Linked DNA regions of Sus scrofa: regions 2 and 3 are each linked to region 1. A link is a contact called in public promoter capture Hi-C data. All regions are on one chromosome and are shown on one strand. The core of a region is the stretch at or near the end of the contact, and the rest is flanking DNA. Distances in the headings are between cores, read along the strand shown.

Evidence for each region. Promoter capture Hi-C pulls out the DNA fragments that hold promoters and counts their contacts.
Region 2: a promoter capture Hi-C map of liver shows a contact between it and region 1, with 2.4 times the contacts expected there. The contact joins the promoter of PDIK1L here to the promoter of TMEM50A in region 1. A contact is called at or near these places in 1 of 5 promoter capture datasets (liver) and 1 of 2 datasets of contacts at active chromatin or transcription factors (alveolar macrophages).
Region 3: a contact with region 1 is called in a promoter capture Hi-C map of liver, with 6 times the contacts expected there. The contact joins the promoter of SRRM1 here to the promoter of TMEM50A in region 1. A contact is called at or near these places in 1 of 5 promoter capture datasets (liver), 2 of 47 Hi-C or Micro-C datasets (heart right ventricle and liver) and 1 of 2 datasets of contacts at active chromatin or transcription factors (alveolar macrophages).

The regions. Positions count from the first base shown.
Region 1 is chr6:82,859,257-82,863,782 of Sscrofa11.1, reverse strand. TMEM50A (transmembrane protein 50A) reads right to left here and starts at 2,098. Exons shown (of 7, transcript NM_001243626.1): 1 at 2,009-2,098; 2 at 1-25. The coding sequence starts at 6. It also overlaps a transcript of RSRP1 not described here.
Region 2 is chr6:83,540,021-83,544,546 of Sscrofa11.1, reverse strand. PDIK1L (serine/threonine-protein kinase PDIK1L) reads right to left here and starts at 1,811. Exons shown (of 4, transcript XR_001309276.2): 1 at 1,157-1,811.
Region 3 is chr6:82,307,430-82,311,955 of Sscrofa11.1, reverse strand. SRRM1 (serine/arginine repetitive matrix protein 1) reads right to left here and starts at 2,764. Exons shown (of 16, transcript XM_021095577.1): 1 at 2,469-2,764. The coding sequence starts at 2,489. It also overlaps the pseudogene LOC100522323.

The DNA of each region.
Region 1 (4,526 bases), core at 849-3,348:
AGACATTTTTTTTTTTTTCAGGTCACTTGAAAAAACAAACAAACAAAACCAACTAAAGAAAGTATTTCTATGGTGCCAGCACTGACCCATTGATCCCCCACCCCCACCCCCCAAAAAAACCAAGTATTTCTATTTATTTGCTTCAAACTTAACTTAGGCTTCCAGAAAATAATTAACTGTAATTTAATAAAAGTGAAGTTACAAATACTTGATTTGGCTACATACATCCCAGAATATTTAATTTAGCTTTTGAAGAATTTCCACCTAACTTTAGAAAACAAAATTTAGACTTTTTTTTTTAATTGAAAAGATGGTTTTGGTATATTTTAAGCAATAAACAAAACTGGGCATTCAAATATTGAAAAAAATTCTATGATTTTTAATTCCAAACTAATTTATTATATGATTTAGATATTTACAGTCCAGGAACACTAGCATAATGGAGAGACATGCAATAAAACGGGCTCTGAGTTAAAGCATGGACTCAGATGAAAAATATTTCTCTTAGCAATTAACACATTTTATCAAAGAACATGTTATCTCACACTCAGATTAGGAAATTAAACACTGTCCTCACATCAAATCCTTTCACTTCATTATTTTTCCTTCTCCAAGCCTGTCTTTTCATGTTATTTCTATGTAAAGAATACCCATTTAATTTTAAGCATCTCTGATTCTAAGATGTTTTCAAGTCAAATGAAAGCACAAAATTTAAGTCAATATTAATTCAGATAAAAAAAAAAGAAAATCCACTGCTAAATTATCATAAATTTCCACGGATAACAACTACATAAAACATTCCTTTGAACTGGGCTATACAGACCTGGTCTGAGACATATCCATATTATCACTATTTCAGAATATGAAAAAGTTTGCATTAAGTCTAACTTGTTAATAATCAAGCCAACTGGAGCTCCCGCGGAGGTGCAGCAATAACCAACCCTGGGAACTTCCGTATGCCAAGGGCACAGCCCTAAAAAGACCAAAAATAGTAAGAATAATCAAACACCCAAACTCCCGCAGCTAATTTTAACCGTCCGTGAAGCTAATCTGTAGCCAGCAATCATGGTTGCCCAAAAACACATCCTAAAAAAGAGCAATGAATCCAGCTGGAGCCTCCCTTTTAAAAATTAGACACTATATTGGAGTTCCGTTGTGGCTCAGTGGTTAATGAATCGGACTAGGAACCATGAGGTTGCAGGTTCGATCCCTGGCCTCGCTCAGTGGGTTAATGATCCGGTGTTGCCATGAGCTGTGGTGTAGGTCACAGACACTGCTCGGATCCTACATTGCTGTGGCTGTGGTGTAGGCTGGCGGTTACAGCTCCAATTAGACCCCCTAGCCTGGGAACCTCCATATGTTTTGGGAGCGGCCCAAGAAAAGACAAAAATAAATAAATATAAAAATTAGACACTATAAAAATTAAATATTAAAAACCGTGATTATAACTAGTGTTAATATGCCTTTAAGACAAGTCCAATGTTGAAAATTCACTCTTTTTATTCCTCCCTGGGAGGAAAAGCAATCAGTATGTTATTTTCGGTTCACTCCAGTGACCCCGCCCCAAACCATTTGTCTACGGTTAATTACCCGCACACTCAGGCCCAAACTCCGCCCTCCAGGCTCTGGGGATTTCAGGTGTAGAGTGGACTGGGACTGGGAAGAAGCGGGAACTAGTTCTAGCTCGGCCCCCTCCCTCGCTGAGTGAACCCGCAGGCTTACACTCCCTTCCGGAGTGTCAGTTCGCCCTAAAGGGGGGCATGGTGATTTTCAGGGATCCTGTGACGTCCTCGGGGAAGGCACGGTCGCCCCCTCCCGCCGCGGGTGGGACACGGGTGGGCAGGAAGTGGCCAGGAAGGGTCCAGGAAGGCACAGCCTGAGCCTACAGCTTCCCAGAGGGTGGGACGCAACGACCTGGTCAGCATCGGCCGGGCAGACAGTCCCGGGTCCGCACTTCATCCGGCCTGCGGCAGTGCCTCTCTTTCCCCCACTCCCGCCTGGCACTTACGTCCAGCCCCGCCCGTGCAGTCGGTCCGGAACCCGGTGTTGCCCCGCGCGGGGTTGCCCCACTTCCCCAGTTCCAGCCAAGAAAGCAAAACAGCCACAGGCCGCCGGATACCCGGATCGAACAGCACCGCCCCCGGGGCAGGAATGCGCATGCGGCTCCGGGCGTAGGAAGAGGCCTGGGAAGGAAGGAAGATGGGCTCAGAAAGAGCCAGAGAGCCACGCCCACCACGCCGGTGTCTCTGCGCATGCTCGGAACGCGCCAGCTCTAGGGCCTATCCGCTGCGCTCTGTCCACAGCTGGATGTCGGAAATGGTAGTTGCGTGCAGCTTTCAAGGGTAGGTGTGAGAAGTTGCTCTTTGCTTTCAAAAGAAGGCGTTTGCTTGGGCTTTATATCCAGTCTTCAGAGAGGTGATTATTCTTCTAGTGCTGGAGCCCGTTCCGTAGTTGTCTCAGGTGCGGTGCAGAAGGTAGATCTGGCCCAACAGCTCTAATCCGGTTTTTAAGTCTTGTTTAAAATTTTTCTCAGAGCCGCCCCCGCCCTCGCGGAAACTTTGCATCTATAAGGGGCGGTTCCCGGAAGGCGGGTAACGCCGAGTTCTGCTAGCCTGCTACTTGGGAGACCCAGGTGCGTCCCGGCGCGGTGACCCACTTCTAGGAGTTGACGTTTTTTTCAGTTTGCTTGAAGGTAGGGTTTCTGAGCCTAGGTATTACTGACGTTTGGGACCAGACAATTCGGGGGGGAGGGCCTCTGTCCCGTGCTGCTGTAGCATGATTAATCTGCATCACCCGCTTTCCTCCACTTATAACAACCAAAAATGTCTCCAGACTGCCAAACACTCGCCCCTGGGGAAAAGCGACCGGCTTGAGAACCAATGTTTAGGAGATAATCTGGATTCTGAAGAAGTGACCCTTTTCACAGCCGGAGGCAATGGTGTCAGCTAAGAGAATGACTTGTGGCTGGGATCGTCCCTTCCAAGAAGCTCTCGGTCGCATTCCAGCGTCTCGGTGGAGTCGATGGTGGTACAAGAGTCATAGCCCGCTCCGGAGAAGAGGCAAGTCACAGTCTCGTTCCTGAAGGCGCCAGAAGAGAAATTACAGGCGCCGCTCGCTATTCTGCTGGAGGTACCTCTCTCAGGAAAGGTCGTATTACAGAAGGGCCTCTTTGATCACGCGCAGGCGATAGCACTAGGTCTTTTACCCTGTGGTGTATCCGAAAGAACAGAGCACCTGGAGGGAGAGATCCAGGAAGAGGTCGCGGAGCAGAACCCGGTTTCACATAAGTAAAAGAGGTTAGGAAGGTTTTTTTTGTCGCTAAGAGAGGCGCACAGGTTCACCTCTTTTACATGTAGGGGTATATGTATGAGTAGACGAGGAAACCAAGGTTTTTGTGTCGTTTAATTTCTTTGATTTCTTTTGATGTATGAAATCTCCAGCTTTGGGTGAGGGATGGGCATTAGGTGATTAGTAGACAAAACTATGCAATAACAATCCATAGCCTATTTTTAAAGGGACATCATTCTTATTCCTTGGAATTAAAGAGTAATGGTGACTTTAAATGGTCCAGTGGAGGAATCTAGTGAGGGCAGTTCTTAATGGAACCTTTTAAATGTCTTTTTTTTTTTTTTTTTTTTTTGTCTTTTTGCCATTTCTTGGGCCGCTCTCGTGGCACATGGAGGTTCCCAGGCTAGGGGTCGAATCGGAGCTGTAGCCGCCGGCCTACACCACAGCCACAGCAACACGGGATCCAAGCCACATCTGCAACCTACACCACAGCTCACACCAGCACCAGATCCTTAACCCACTGAGCAAGGCCAATGATCGAACCTGCAACCTCATAGTTCCTAGTCAGATTCGTTAACCACTGAGCCACGATGGGAAACTCCTTAAATGTCTATTAATGACACAATAGTTTACCAGCTCTGAACAGCTTTAATTAATCTTGCCTTCAGCTTTTAATAAGTTAACTAATGACTGTGAGAGGAACGCATTAATCTTCCTTCCTCTTTGCGTTTTCTGTCTCCACTCTTTTTTAAATTTACTGGCATAAGACTGTCAGATATTTTGTAAGTGAGCATCTTAATCTTGCTTGTATAATAAAGTGCATCCTTAATTTGTCATTCTTAGCCTTTTGGGGGTATTCTATGGAATTAATGAGTGTTTGGTTTTTTTCCTTTGTAGATGAAATGGAGCTATTAGCACTAGCAAAAGCCTGCACAGCTAAATCCTTAGGAATAGCCAACCTTGACCTGCCAGCTAGTCTCAGAACTGTTACTGGAGTTAAAGAAACAGTGGAACAGCTGTACCAAATACCGCAAAGCTCGAAGTAAACCAGATTTATCCAAACAAAACTTTAAGAAAAACTACTCTTAGAAAGATCTGGTGAACCATTTTTGTTTGATTTACCTTAGGTTACACTCCTCAGAAAACCTAGCTGAATGTAATTTGCCAAAGTCAAAATAACAGATCTGAAAACAGTAGACAGGCTCTCACTCATGAAAGTGGAACAGTAACGAACTTTG
Region 2 (4,526 bases), core at 562-3,061, 680 kb before region 1:
GCTTTCCTGCTCTCCGTGGATCGCCAATTACTATCCATCTCAAAGGGGCTCGTGTTTTTGAAGCCGACCCACATCCTCACACGAAAGAGCACCTGAATAAGGGGGAGGAGGTGTTTATGAAATCCTTGAGATCCGGGGTCAAAACCTAGCACGGTGAAGCATCCCGGGAGAACCTTGGTAATTTACGACGGCATCTCCCGGCCCTCGCGCCTGCCGGGCGCACGCAGCCCCGGACGCGGGCAGGCCAGGCAGTACACCTGCTGGCGCCCGGGAAGGGCCAGTCCTGGGCAGAGGTGCTGCCAGACGCGGCGGCTCAGGGCCCCGCTCATTGGCCAAGTATCAGGCCCTCCCCCTCCTCGGCTGCGTCCAGCTGAAACCCGGAGGGGATCCTCCAGGGGCCCTTCACCCCGAAGAGCCGGTCCTGCAGTTGTCCCTACTTCTCGGGGCCGGCGGCTGAGGCCCGGGACCACGGGAATTAGAGGAGGCCGCAGCTGGGGCCGGTGGCCTGAGGGGTGCGGGCCGGAGGCCTGAGGTGCGAGGGGCCTTCCCCAGGATGACTGTGCTGACAGCCCTGTGACAGGACTCCTGGGGCCGGAGGCACGTGCAGGGCCTTCGGCTCTGCTTCAAGGCCTCTCTGCCAGGCCGAGGGGCCAGATTTACCTCAGGGTAGCCGCCGCCGCTTCTCCCTCTCACGGGCTCTGCAGGCCGCCATTATCGGGCAGCTCGCGCCTCCGCCGCCGCGGCCTCCAGTCAGAGGCCGGCGCGCGCCCCCGTGGTGCGCGCGGACACACCCCCTTACGCCGCGCGGCCCCGCCCCCCTCCGGCTTTCCGTAGCGCGAGCGGGGACGCCGAGCTCCAGTCCTATTGGGCGCGCGCCCGGCGCTCCGCTGGCTTCCTCCCGGCTCCCCTGGCTTTCAGGACACGGGAGTCGCGGAAGGGGTGCGCGCTCCGGAACGCACCACTCGTGCCCCTCCCCGCAGGGGTGGTCGGGCCCGGGAGTCGGAGGCCGCTCCATGCACGGGACTCGGTCGCCTTCCAGCTGCGGCAGGCTCGCACGGCCTGCGGTCCTGGGTGGTCCGCAGCAGCAGGTCCGGGCCTAGGGGTGCGTGCTGTCGGCGCCCTCCCCTCCCCCGCCCCGCCTCCATTCACGACCTACCGAGCTGCGGGCAGGTGTGCGGGGTCGCTGGGGTGGAACGCCTGGTGCATCTTCCTCGGCGCGGGCCTGAGATGCCTGCAGGATGCGGGCCTCTTCCGCGGGCTCGCGGGGAGGCACGGCCCGAGCTGGGAGGCCTGGCGTCCACCCCGCCGAGCGGGAGGCTGCACCTTTTGTCAGAGTCACTGAGCCATTTTTGCGGGCGGTGGAGTTGCCGAGGCAGCGGCGGCGCGGGGCTGGGTGCGATCATCTGGGAAGATGCAGTCCCCTGCCCCGCCGGCGCGGTGGTATCTCCCTTAAAGAAGCCGAAGCCGCATTGTTCCGGTGCCCGGCCGCCGCGAGTCACGGGCGCCCTGCCCCCAGTGGGGAGGAAGGGACCGTGGCGCCCGCACTTGGCCGTTGCCGCGCGCGCACGCCTACCCGGTGGCGGCACCCGCGGGCTCTTCGTGGAGGGTCGGCCTCCCCCACCCCCGCCCTGCGCATCTAGAGGGGGAGGCCCGGGTTGGCGGGAGCCGGGATTGACAGCGAAGACAGCCGTTCTTGGGGCCCGACGGTCAGCTTGAGTCATTGGGGTACCCGACAGCTGTCAGCCAAATCCAGGGAAGCGTTCACCTCATAGCCAGTCCGGGACTGTCACTTGCTCAGAGACCCGGACCAATCGGTCGTTCGATATTTTATCTGCCAGAAACCTTCATTCCTTCTAAACTGATTTATTCTGCACCAACTATTTGTCAATAAAGTGGCTAGTCCTCCTCCCAGTGCTGTACAAGGCACGATGTGCAAAGAATCCCTGCTCCTGCCCTCAAGAATCAACCAATTACCCATTTTATTTTCTGTCCTCCACTTATGCAGCTTCTCTGCAAAGTCTGGGGCTGGGTTAAGTCTTTAAATGTTGTCTCCTAATCCCAACCAAACCCCACAAGGACAGGCTTTATGACGAATCTTGCTTTTAGAGGTGAAAAACAAAAGCAAAAACGGATCTTTGTCTTATTTGGCGAAAGTTGTTTGTTTTGAGGGGGGAGCACCTGCCTTGAATACCCACTCAGCTGGTGTGACCCCTTTACCCCCGCCCCCAAAACCCCCTGCTCTGTAATCCCTTCAGGCTTTTGCCCTGAGTGCGAAGTGAGGTTAGCTGTCTCCTGGGAATACTGATGTAATCTAAGGCTTGCTTTCTACCCTTGAAAGTAGAGGAAAGGACTTCCCATTGTGGCTCAGCGGTTCAGAACGCAACTAGTATCCATGCAGATGTGGGTTTGATCCCTGGCCTCGCTTATTGGATTAAAGATCCACGATGCCCGTGAGCTGCAGCATAGGTCGAAGATGCAGCTTGGATCCCGGGTCACTGTGGCTGTGGTGTATGTAGGCTCACAGCTGCAGCTCCGATTTGACCCCTAGCCTGGGAACTTCCATATGCCTCAGGTGCAGCCCTAAAAAGCAAAAAACAAAAAAACTACAGGGAAAATAGAGGGCTCTGTGTAGATAGCCAGCTGGACACCTGTGGGGTAACTGATCAGAATCAGGGGAGGGGTGTCTCTTGGTCAAAGGAGCCTTGTCCTTTTGTTTGTCTCAGTTTGTCTCAGTCATTAAATACAGGAATTCCTCCTCTCAAGCTGGCTGCAGAATTTGGAATCCACTCCCCAAACCCCAAAGTTAAGAAACTGACTCTAAAGTCTGTGAGGTAGATGTTTAAATAATTTGGCATGTCCTCTTTAGGAAAAAGATTACAAAATGAACCCATTGCTAGGGATTTGGAAAGGGTCTTTGTAAGTGAGGGACTCTGAAACTTAAGCTTCAGAATAAATCTGCTCTGAAAATTACATTATATGAGTATGTTTGCCAATAGGCTTTCTACTAGACTGAGAGTTCCTGGGGACAGAAACTTTGTCTATGATTCATTTCTCCAGGCTCCTCTATCTGCCAAAATTATGGTGCCAAAATACTCCAGAGGATAGCATTGCTATACATTGCTGGTGGGGAGGCAAAATGATGTAACTCTAATTAAGGAAATTTAGCAATCTATGGCCACATTGCATATGTATTTACTCTTTCACCCAGTAATCCTAGGTCAAGGCTAAACTTCTAGGAATCTTTTTTAGTGATACATTGGCAAAATTCTAACCACTGTGTGCACAAGGCTATTCATTATGACATTTTGACAGCAAAAGGTTGGAAACTTCTCATGTGTCAGTAAGTAACTTGCTGAATAAATTATAGTACCTGTATAGGATGCAGTGCTATGTAGCTGTAAAAAATATATATGGAAGAGTTCTTATATGTACTGATAAGCAGAACTAATATGTAGTGATGTCCACATGTTAAGGGAAATAAGCAAGGTGCATAACAGTGTTTTATAGTATACTATCTTCTGTGTAAGTAGTAGGGGCATATAAATATGCTTTAATTGCTTATATTTAAAAGTTAAATAGTAAGAGTTCATGTGTGGCTCAGAGGGTTAAGGATCCAGTGTTGTCACTGCAGTGGCTCAGGTCACTGCGGTGGCCTGGGTTTGATCCCTAACCTGGGAACTTCCACATGCCGTGGGTGCACCCCCTCAAAAAACGTTAAATAGTGAAAGAATAAACTCAGTCTTCTGAAACTTGTTTGCTACGTGGGATGGAGTGGGTAGGGATGGAAATGAGATTTCTATGAATGTTCCTTCTTTTATAGTTACTATTTTGGAAACTTGTAAATGTTGCATAGTTATAAAGCAAAGTTCAATGAAAAGAATAAGACATTATAAAAATTAAAAACAAATGGAAAGAAATGAAGTGGCATAACTACACAGAGAAAAGAATTTCAAGTAGCTTTACAAGTATTTTGACTATACCTCCCTAATGAGATATATCTAAGGACAAACTAGAACTGCATAGAAATGTGAAATTGTATACATTAGTATTATTGTTAGTATTAATGTTAGTATTGCTATTTTGAAGCTATGATATGTATATTTTAAGATAAAGCAAATTAAAGTAATTACATCAGTGGCATTGGAAATCCAGATTTTCAACATATGAGAAAAAGAGAAGTATTGAAGAAGCCCAGGGTGATCTTAGATCTGAGTTAGCAGAATGAATGAAATATGTATTTTTTCTCATAAAAAAATGTATTTTCTAGTTCTGTCTGCTGAAAAGGCCTAGAAGCAATGACCAACCCAGTAATAGTGAACACACTTAGTGCACAGATTTAGTCCAAATCCCATTTTCCAGTTTAAAAGACAATTAAAAATTAGAGAAAGTCAAGGATCCTTTGGTAAATGGCTGGTTCCAGATCTGGAGCAGGAAAGATGAAGTTGGATTGTCTTGTGCCTGAAAGCTAGGAAGCTATCAAAGACTATTAAGGCCATGTAAAAATGATGGAGGAACCAATACAAAGG
Region 3 (4,526 bases), core at 1,515-4,014, 550 kb after region 1:
TTAAGTCCAGCAATATAGAATACAACATAAAACACCCCCCTCACAACCAAGTTTGCTATGTATCTTTTTACACCCCTTTCTATGCTAATAAAGCATTTAAGGGGTTTTTTTGTTTGTTCAAAAGAGAGCACTTTCTATACTTTACAAACGAGACCATTTCATCCTCTTCTGAAAGCCAGGATCATCTTACAAAATTATTGTGGCAATGCATATAAACACAGAAAAAGGAAGAACCTAAGACTGTATGTTAAGTTTTCACAACTTGAAGAACTCAGAGTGCATAAAAAATAAAGGTCTACCATATAAACTCAATTTCTGCAAACAAACTGGAAAAAAGTGAGAGCTTACAAACATACCAGACCATCAAGTAACCACCAGACTGCATTTTGTCATTCCTACTGACCCAATTAAACCCGGATATACAATGTGATATGAAATCTACTGATTGGGAGAGCCTCCTTGCCTGCCAGCCTGTATCTCTCGCAAGCGCTTTTTATCTTAACCCACTTCTTGCCCATCAAAAAAAAGAAATCTACTGATCAGTTCTCAGAGTTGGCCACTAATCCTTTGGAAAGTGATCGAGAAAATTCTTTTAAGAAAGTAAAGAACCTGATTAGAATCCCAACTCTGTCACTATGTAAACCACATGACCTCAAAGCAAGTTACTTAACCTGTCTGAGAAACTTTCCCTAACTTGCTAAAACCTACCTCCCAAGGCTGAGAATATCCGAAACGATATACATAAAGTAACTGGTGTGTGGCAGAAGTTCAGCAAATGAAAGGTACTATTTCCATCTTAACTGAAAAATTCAGTCTATTACTCGATGGAAGTGTACTAAAAGAATAACTGCCCTAAAATCTTTAATTCAGAGCTCAAATCTAATCAACTTCTCTAAGAACCCAAGGCAATATATAAAACACTGCCCTTTCCTTCCAGATTTTTACCAACACTAAAAGCAAATCTCATTCTTAAAACAGCCACTTTGTTCTTTTTCTGTTGGAACTCTCTTCCGAGGGAAAGTGACAATAACAAGAAAAAATTAAAAGAACAGACTTGTTTCAAAAGAATACATTCAGACTACAGGATATGTTGAGTATTTACCACAAAAAAACTTTGATGGAAATCACAAAATGGAGAGTTCATCTGCAGTGTGAAAATTTGATATAAACTCACTGGAAACGATCATTACATAAATAACTATAGTACTGTTTGCATAACCTAAGAACAATCAAACAACCGGCTGTATCAAATTCTTGGAATAACACTTCAACCTTTAATGAAAAACTAGTTGGCACATTTAAAGCCAAGACAAAAGGCATTTCAATGCTAGCTTTGGAGTGTCAAGACATATCTTAAAGTCCCGGTCTTACCCTCTTTTATCTTTTCCTTTAAACACACAGAAACTGCATGTAACATGCTCCAGGGAATGGAAAGAGCCAATATGCACTACAGATTCTGACTTAAATCAACTGGTCTCTATATGGTCCGTTCTGCCTTAAAAAGAATTTGCAAACTCTAGTCCAATCAGTGTCACTTCCCACCCATCGAGATCTCGAATGGGTCCTACGGGAGTGTAAAAGGGGACCAAAAGAGTCCAGCACGCGCCCGGTAAAAGTATGGGCCCTGAGGGCCAACTACGACGAGAAAACGTCCCCATCTCCAGGTGATGGGCGAGAATCAAGAGGAACCTTTTCACCAAAAAGATTTTCAAGAGAACGTTCACAGGGGGTGGGGGGCGGTGAGCGGGAACGAAGAGTAGATCCACTCCATACCCCTGCCTCCACAAACGCGCATACTTTTTGTTGCACCCTCTGCCTGGAGTCTCAGACTCAAACGTTCTAACTACAAATTATCTGCATTCCCCTCCCTGAAGGGCTATCAAATTGGGCGGGAGCTCCCGCGAACTCTGACCCGGAGCCTTCGGGAAGGCTTAGACCAAGAGGGAGGGCGCGCGAGGCGCGGGGGGAGGGGGTTTGGTGCCCGCTTTCTCAAGAAAAGCGGCTCAAGGCTGCTTCCGGTCCTCTCACCCGCTCTCCTGAGGCGGTACCCCCAAACCTGTCCTCCCCAGGGCCCTCCTGCCGCCAGTCACCTCAGGGTTTCCCTCCGGCCTCCCCCCAGGGACTTCCTCCTCGCGGGTCCGCTAGGCCCCAGGACCCGGTGGGGCGCGCGGCTCTCCCTGCAGGCCCTGCCAGGGAGGCGGGCGGGAAGGTACCGCTCAGGCCCATTCCCGCCGCCATTTTCCGGCGACCGTCGCTGCCGCGTAGGGGGGACGATCCCGGAGGAGGAGACTGCGCAGGGGCGCACCGGTCCCCGCCGCAGGGTAGTGGGGAAGCGTCCACTGGCAACGAGGATCCTCAGGATCTTCGAAGTCTCCGCTCGCTGGCCACCCCATCTCGAGTTTAGGCCTCCTGCTGGGCCTTTTCGATAAGCCCCTCACCTCACCCCAGATCCCCGCGCTCCTACTTACGCGGAAGAATCCCGCGTCCATCTTGCTGCCTCGCTCGGAGATCGCTCCCTATCCCAAGGTGCACCGCGCCACCGCGACGGAGGGCGGGACCGGCAGGGAAAGCCGAGCGCCGGGACGCAGCTCGCGCTGCTCCACCCGCCCTTCCAGCGGACACGAGGCCGCGCTTGCTCAGTGTGGAGAGCGCTCGCCAAGTGTGCGCACGCGCGTTCCGGGAGGCGGGCTGCTACCGGACTCCGAGCTTCTCCAGTGGCCAGTCCTTGAGGAGAGCCTCGCGACCACAGCCAATGGGAGCGAGCAAGAGAGTGTCGTCCGGTCGCCCCGCCCTGCAAAACCTTTTGTGGCGCTTAACCAGCCTTGTTCGCTCAGCGTGAATTGACCCTTCCTTCGACCCGTAGTGGGGGCGGCTTTCTGCCCCCCCCCGGGGGGGGGCTCCATGGAGAGCTTGTGGAGAAAGGCTGTTACCTCAGGGTGACGCTTGTGAGGCCGCTCTTGCGCAGAGGAGAAGCCTGCGGCCTCCGCTTTCGTTAGAAAAGTTGTGATTGTGTTGCTTTTACGAGTTTCCAGTTATCGAGGTCGGCCCTGAAGTAGTCGAGCTCTGTACTATGAATGAAATCTGCGTTTTGGTCCCGCACCCTCGACTTCCGCTACAACTCCTTAGCTTTGGGGAGAAGCTGGAAATGTCCGTTAGATGAGTTTCGGAACCGGCAGGAAGCTGATGAGAGCCGGGGCCCCCGGGCAGAGTCTGACGGAAAGGAAGCCGGCCTTCAGGCTTCGGGACTTTCGGAGCTCACGTGTGCCTCACCGGCCCAGCTCTGGCTGCGAGGGCCTGCAACCGGATGCCTTCTGCCTCCTTTCCTTTATGCACTCTCTTTTTCTCTGAAAGGGAACATGTGACCCTTCTCTAGCCATCTTTTGTAACGTAACCACACACACACACCCCCCCCAACACACACTTGCCTCCCTTTCCTGATTTTTGTTCACAATGTATTCACTCTCTTGGCTTCAAATACCAATTCTGCCAACAACTTCATAGGTTTCCAGCTCAAGGCCTCTCCTCTGAGCTTCGAACATGTATTGGCAACGTCCTGTTCAATGTTTCCGCTTGGACAGACGTCACGAACGTAACATAAGTAGGAACTGGGCTCCTCGTTTCTCCTGTTCTGCCTGGAACTCCCTCCCTCCACCCTCCACCAGGCCAAAAACCCGACCTGTCCCTCCCAAAGTCTTCCCTACCTCAGTTGATGGCAGTATCTTTCCTTTTGTTTAAGATACAAGCCTTGGTTGTTAATCTCGATTCCTCTTGGAGTTCCCATTGTGGCTCATTGGTAACAAATCCCTACTAGTATCCATGATGACACGGATTCGATCCCTGTCCTTGCACAGGAGGGTAAGGATCTCCTGTTGCTGTGGTTGTGGCATAGGCCTGCGGCTGTAGCTCCCATTCGAACCCTAGCCTGAGAACTTCCGTATGCCAAAGGTGTGGCCCTAAAAAAGAAAAAAAAAAAGCTGGACTCCTCTTCCTCCCACATCTCACTGCCAAACCATCAAGAAACCCACTCTGCTATCGTCTAGGTTCAAAGCACCATCATCTTTGGCCTGAACTTCTGCCCTAGCCTCCTATCTGGTTTCCCTGCTTCTACCCTTGCGGATCAGCATCTGTTCTAAATGCACCAGAGTGAGCCCGTTGGAAAACCTTAGGCAAGTCACTCAAGCTCAAAACCTCCCAATACCTCCTCCTTTTCTCCAGCAAAGGTGGAATCCCAGGAAATGGAAATGCCCCCACATCTTTTTTTTTTTTTTTTTTTGCCTTTTTTTCTAGGGCCACTCCCTTGGCATATGGAGGTTCCCAGGCTAGGGGTCTAATCGGAGCTGTAGCCACCCGCCTACGCCACAGTCACAGCAATTCGGGATCCAAGCCACGTCTGCGACCTACACCACAGCTTACACAATGCCGGATCCTTAACCCACTGAGCAAGGCCAGGGATCGAACCCACAGCCTCATGATTCCTAGTTGGATTCGTTAACCACTGAGCCACGATGGGAACTAACACACACACA